2 separate regions of the Ovis aries genome follow, and region 2 is linked to region 1. The links are chromatin contacts, called in public Hi-C maps. All regions are on one chromosome and are shown on one strand. Each heading gives the region's core, a stretch centred on a gene start, on an enhancer-like site or on the middle of the called end of the contact. The rest is flanking DNA. Distances are from core to core; before and after follow the strand shown.

Evidence for each region. Hi-C and Micro-C count contacts between places; a contact is called where the count stands out from the background.
Region 2: a contact with region 1 is called in a Hi-C map of retroperitoneal adipose tissue, with 3 times the contacts expected there. The contact joins two enhancer-like sites. A contact is called at or near these places in 13 of 16 Hi-C or Micro-C datasets (blood, hypothalamus, liver and 6 more).

What each region holds. Positions count from the first base shown.
Region 1 is chr12:850,540-853,671 of ARS-UI_Ramb_v3.0, reverse strand. It overlaps LOC132657451 (a long non-coding RNA gene), which reads left to right. Exons shown (of 2, transcript XR_009595655.1): 2 at 2,237-3,132. Among named protein-coding and RNA genes, the nearest start is that of BTG2, 31 kb to the left of the region's middle. Within about 2 kb of position 1,506, at least 21 of the 54 cell types and tissues checked have an H3K27ac peak or open chromatin away from gene starts, as enhancers often do. A contact at or near this core is called in liver, where this site is marked.
Region 2 is chr12:910,940-914,071 of ARS-UI_Ramb_v3.0, reverse strand. No RefSeq gene overlaps it. Among named protein-coding and RNA genes, the nearest start is that of FMOD, 17 kb to the left of the region's middle. Within about 2 kb of position 1,716, at least 49 of the 54 cell types and tissues checked have an H3K27ac peak or open chromatin away from gene starts, as enhancers often do. A contact at or near this core is called in liver, where this site is marked.

The DNA.
Region 1 (3,132 bases), core at 257-2,756:
TTTGTTCTTCTTCACTTTCTGCCATAAGGGTGGTGTCATCTGCATATCTGAGGTTATTGACATTTCTCCCAGCAATCTTGATTCCAGCTTGTGTTTCATCCCTCCCAGCATTTCGCATGATGTGCTCTGCATATAAGTGATGTAGGTACTGGCAGATGAAGGTAAATTAGACAGAGTCTGTTCTGTCAGCTGATGCCACTAGTGGTAAAGAACCCACTTGTCGATACAGGAGACATAAGAGACATGGGTTCCATCCCTGGGTTGGGAAGATTCCTTGGAGGAGGGCATGGCAACCCACTCCAGTATTCTCACCTGGAGAATCCCATGGACAGAGGAGTCTGGTGGGTTACAGCCCATAGGGTCACACATAGTCAGATACAACAGAAGCAACTTAGCACGCACGCGCATACTGTCAGCAAACTCACAGTCTACTTAGGGTGGAAGAAAGGAGGATGTCTGTGAAGGGTCCACTGACTGTGCAGCAGCCAGCCTGGCCATTGGTGCTCAGGTGATGGTACTGCCCCCTGGTGCTCCTTAGGGCTCCAAGAAGGAAAGGGGGCCTGCTGGGTGAGAAGAGGCCTATAGAATGGACGGTGATTATAAGGCAAAAGGAAGGAAGTCCTGGGAGGGGAGACAACGCACTCCTTGTTTTAAGCCCCATCACAATGTACCCCTACTCTGTACAGAGTGGCCCAGCACTTAGGTCAGCCGGAGAAAGGCGCATAGGTGACTCGGGAGGAATGCTCCAGGATTGCTCTGCCAGTGGCTTCTGGAAGTCCCTGGAGGGCAAGGGTAATCTCACTGTAAGAGGATTACTATCTCTCTGCCCTCGCCTCCCTCAGTAATGAGCTCTTAGTGTGGAGGGCTTTGGATAAGGATTTACTCATAGGATGAGTACTTATAACGCACTTACTCTGTGTCACGTGTTTATGCATTGGGAATACAGCAATGAATAAAACAGATAAAAAATCCTTTCCTGGTGTGTACAAGGGGGTGGTGGAGGATCAGATAATACACAGGATAAGTAAATGGACTATGTGCATTCTTTGTTAGATTACATTGTGGTAAGTGCTAAGGAGGAAAATAGAGCAGGGGAGGGGGTGAAACTTGAGACCAGGTGGCTGGGTTGTGAGAAGGCTGCAATCCCCGCCCCAAGGAGGCCACTATCTGATGGGTGGCTCTCATTTAAGTATAAAGAAGAATCTCCTGGCTTGCACAGAGAGTCTGATAGTAGGCCTGGAGCCGGGCCCAGAAGTGTGATGTCATGGACCCACACTGAGGGCATTGCTTTTTTGGGAAAACAAGTCCGAGAAGGATAGCACTGATTTTTTCCTGAGAAAGTAACCTGTGGGAACCCCAAGAAAATGGAACAAAAGGCAGCTTCAGCAGTGTCCCCCTGCCTTCAAGTCCTAGGGTATCTTCACATGCCGCTCCTTCCTGGAGTCTGTACTATGCCCCTGTCTCTCTAGCGAATAGGAGGAACTTGGAGTTCCCAGCCAAGCCCTTTACTGGGCAGGGCAGAGCTGGGTTGAGCTGGAAAAAGAGGAAAATCCAGTCTGAGGACAGAAGCATGGTTTGGGGTTCTGCTTCCTGAGTCAGCTCTGACTGCCTAGAGACAGCAAGGAGTGGCCCAAGCTCAGCCCAGACACTGCTGTCCCCATATTTTATAGCAATCTAAGTTTTCATCTTTTCATTTCAACAAAGTACTTACTGAGCACGTACTTTGTGCCAGATATGGTTCTAGATATGGTTCACAGCAGTGAGCAAAACAGGCCTCCGCCTTCTTAGAGCTTATATTCTATGAGGGGAACAGATGGTGAACAAAATAATAAAAATGTCTTTCTGTTAATGATAAGGGCCAATAATAAAGAGGGAAGTGGGACAGAGAGTTCAGTGAATATTGTTGAAAGCTTAGATGGAATAGCCAGTGAGAGTCTCCTGGAGAACGTGACTTTTGAAAATGAAGACTTTAAGTAAGCAAAGGAGGCATGAGGCTTTCTGGAGAAATAGAATTCCAGGCCAAGGAAATGGCAAGTGCAAAGGTACTGGGGCAGGGTGGTATGCAGCAGGTTTGAATTATAACACTTTGGCCATTGTGGCTGAAGCTGGGAAAGCAAGGGGGCAAGTGAGGAGATGGAATCAGAGGTAGCACCAACCTTGTTGTCTGCAGTGGGGAAGGGAAGTCAAAGGCGGATTGTGGCAGAAGGGTGATCTAATTTGATTTATGTTTTTAAAGGACTGCATCTGGCAGCTGTGTTGAAAATAGATATGGGACAAGGAAGGAGGCAGAGAGACCAGAGAGGAGGCCACCAGAACATGTCTGTGAGAAACGACTGCAGTTTGAATTGGGCTGTTAGCAGTCAAAAGGTAAAAAGTGGCTGGATATTTTAAAGGAGGATCCTGCAGGATTTGCTGACAGACAAAATGTGGGTTTTGAGAAAAATAGTATGTGCCGCTGCCAGAAATACCAGACCATCCCACCTGCCTTCTGAGAAATCTGTATAAGGGTCAAGAAGCAACAGTTAGACCAGGACATGGAACAACAGACTGGTTCCAAATTTGGAAAAGAGTACATCAAGGCTGTATATTGTCACCCTGCTCATTTAAGTTATGTGCAGAGTACATCATGAGAAATCCTGGGCTGGACAAAGCACAAGCTGGAATCAAGATTGCCGGGAGAAATATCAATAATCTCAGATATGCAGATGACGCCACCCTTCACAGAAAGCAAAGAGGAGTTGAAGAGCCTAAAATTTGGTTTAAAATTCAACATTCAGAAAACTAAGATCATTGCATCCAGTCCCTTCACTTCATGGCAAAGACAGGGAAACAATGGAAACAGTGACAGACTTTATTTCCTTGGGCTCCAAAATCACTGCAGATGTGACTGCAGCCATGAAACTAAAAGACACTTGCTTCTTGGAAGAAAAGCTATGACCAACCTAGATAGCATATTAAAAAGCAGTGACATTACTTTGTCAACAAAGGCCGTCTAGTCAAGGCTATGGTTTTCCAGTGGTCATGTATGAATGAGAGAGCTGGACCATAAGGAAAGATGAGCACCGAAGCACTGATGCTTTTGAACTATGATGTTGGAGAACTCTTGCGAGTCCCTTGGACTGCAAGGAGATC
Region 2 (3,132 bases), core at 467-2,966, 60 kb before region 1:
GGAGACAGGTCTGATTCACCCATTTTACAGATAGGGTAGTTGAGACCAAACACTTTATTGACTTGCCCCTAAAATGGCACAAACTCAACACTGAAGCCCAGGTCTACTGGCTTCCCACTGAATTACACCCCAATGCTCTGGGTTGCATCCTTGTGTACCTTGCATCCCCCCTGTCCCCAGCATTTGGGATTACTGAGATGTCCCAGACATGATTGCTTTTGTTCTTAACAACACATCAACAAAGGTCACTTCTGACATCAACGGGCACGGCAGGTGATGGAGCATGGCAGGATGACCACCAGGGGTCTGTGGTCACTGAAGAACATCTATGCACCAGCGTATAGCATTTGGAGGAGAGGCAAAGACTGCAGAAGAAATGAGTTTCTGAGAAGACAAGGACGGACTTCAGTAGAAGAGGTTTAGGAAAAACAATCAAATCTTGGTGTTAACGTTATGGAGAGATCAGGTAGGGCACTTCAGAAGTCTATGAAAAAAGGAGAATGTTAAATCCTATAAAATGAGATTATTGTGAATCTTCAGATACTGCTGTTCTAAAATTTTTGAAAGGGATGAATTTGAATATAAGTTCCTGAGGAAAAAAATGATCCTATCTTGCCAATATGTCTCTCCCTTTAGAAAATTCATGAGCCAAAAGCAGGATCCATGTGAAGGCTGGGGGCTATGAGAATGTGCTAAGCGTTAACCCGAATCTTAAATTGTTTTAATGATAGAAATTTTACATGTTCCTAGAATCTAGTTGTTACCTCTAGCACCTAATCCAAGAATGGAGGACTGAGAGTAAACGTGGGAAAGGAATACTCTTCCTCCGTTATTAATACCTAAAATAATATAATTTATTAGGCATTATGTCAGACATTTTGTCATAATAATGCTAGGAAGTAGGTGCTACCATCAGCAGCATTCTTCATTGGTAGAAACTGAGGTTCAGAGAGGTTAAGAATCTGCTCAAGGTCACAGAGCCAGTAATCGTACGCTGTCACCATCTCTAAAGTCTTAATCTTGTTACTGTACTAAATTCTTTGACTTTGTACGTGCGTGTATGTTTGTGTGCATTGAGGTGGGGAACAAGATTATTCGAAATGCTTTATCTTACCGAGTTCACAATGTATATCCTCAGAAATGCATGCTCTACTAAAGTCTAGGAGGCTGCTGCCAATAAGGTACTGTGTAATAAAACGGATGGTTAATTTGGTTTTAGACGGTGGGTGAGACACAGAAGGGCGTGCGCACATACAGATAAGAAGGCAGGAGGGCCCCAGTGACAAACGTGGGAAAACGAATGCTCGGATCCAGAGGGGCTTTGGAAAGACGGCCGAGGAGGTGCCATAAACCCAGAACCTCCAGAATGACTCAAAAAAGCCTGCACCAGCCTCGCCGTCCGTCAGGCTGTGGGGGAGGTCTGAGAAATGAGGGAGACCTTCAGACTGAAGAACCCTAGACGCTCAGGCAGCTGCGGCAGGAGGGAGGGGGCGGGCACAGCGGCCGCCCGCCGGCCCCGCCCCGCCCCGCCGGCCCCGCCCCGCCCCGCCGGCCCCGCCCCGCCCCGCCGGCCCCGCCCCGCCCCGCCGGCCCCGCCCCCGCCCCGCCGGCCCCGCCCCGCCGGCCCCGCCCCGCCGGCCCCGCCCTCCCTCTCCCGCTCTGTTAACGCCTCTCCCAGACCGCAGGCGTCGGGGAGGACTTTGATTGGTTCGCTCTGCCCCCCGGCCAGCCAATCAGCAGCTTGTTGCTGAGCTTCCCAGAGAGGGCGGAAGCTGCGGCACCAGTCCTGTTGCCAAACTAGGAGAACCGAGTAGCGAGCGCTTTTCGCAGCGTGTCTAGGTCTTAGCCAATTCCTCGTAGGGACTGAGGGACGTGGTGAGCGGCCGCGGGCCCCTCCCTCGCCCCACATCCGGGAGGGAGGTCGGCAGACACCTGCCGGCCCTCACGCCCGCGCCGGCCCGCCCTGACGCCTGCGCCTTCACGCCGGTACCCGGCCGCAGTGCGCCCCCGCTGCGGGTGTGTGAGTCCGCGCAGCCCTCGCGGGTCGTCCGCGGCCGTCCCTGGCTGACAGGCGTCACCGTTGTCCCCGGCGTGTTGAGAGTGGCAAACTGTGTCACTGGAAGGTGCAGAAAGCAGCCCACCCGCCACGTTTGAGGCTGACCACACCAAGAAGTGAGGACAGGCTGAGGTACATTACACGGTGCCCCCCGGTGACCAAGGGACCCCTCATGCCTCGTGCCTTTGTGGCCTCGGCGGGGCTAATGAGAGTGAGAAGAGCCTCAGGAAGCAGAATTATATCTCAGGTCCCCTAGCCATTTGAATTTGTCATCTCGTCAATAAATTACTGCTAACAATAATGCCCAAAGTGCCACAAAGTAAGGGTCTGGACCAGAGGGTATCAGAGCCCCAGACCTGGAGCTGTGTACTCGTCCTGGTGAAAGTGGAAGGGGGTGCAGGTGGGACAGGGGGGCTACCCAAACAAAACTACTATTTTAGCACTAGCAAAAACCACACTTCCAACCATAGCTCATTACAAATGGGAGAACGGGCAGAGGCAAATAACACCTTCATCAAATTCCCCGTTTCACTCAGTTCCCATTGTGAAGCCTGTATGAATGCCTCCTGATCTGGTAATGGTAATGACAATAATGTTTAATAACATTTATTGTGTGCTTACAAAGAGCCAGACATTCTTCTAAATGCTTTACCTATATTAATGCCCTCAACCATACTGATGGAACAATTTTTTATCCTCATTGTAAAGATGAGAAAACAGGCATTGAGAAATAACTTACTTATGGTCTCAGAGCTAGAACATGGCGAAGCTGAATTCAAACTGCATCTAACTAGTATGTTTCTTCCTAGGGACCTAGGGCCCCTATGTTCTTGAGGACATATGCTGCCTCTTGAAGCAGTGTGTGCTCCCAAAAGCAGGACCTCCAGTTATTGGCTTTCTCAGTATTTCGATAGATTCACTGTATGGTCTCACTTTATAAAATGAAACTAGATAAAATGGTGAATTTTGTTGTAGAAATTTTACCACAGAAAGAAAGGAAAAATCCTCCTATCCATCTGCTTAGTCCCGGTCACCACTGAACCACTCTGGAGCATCCCTAAGTGCTATTACGTTGG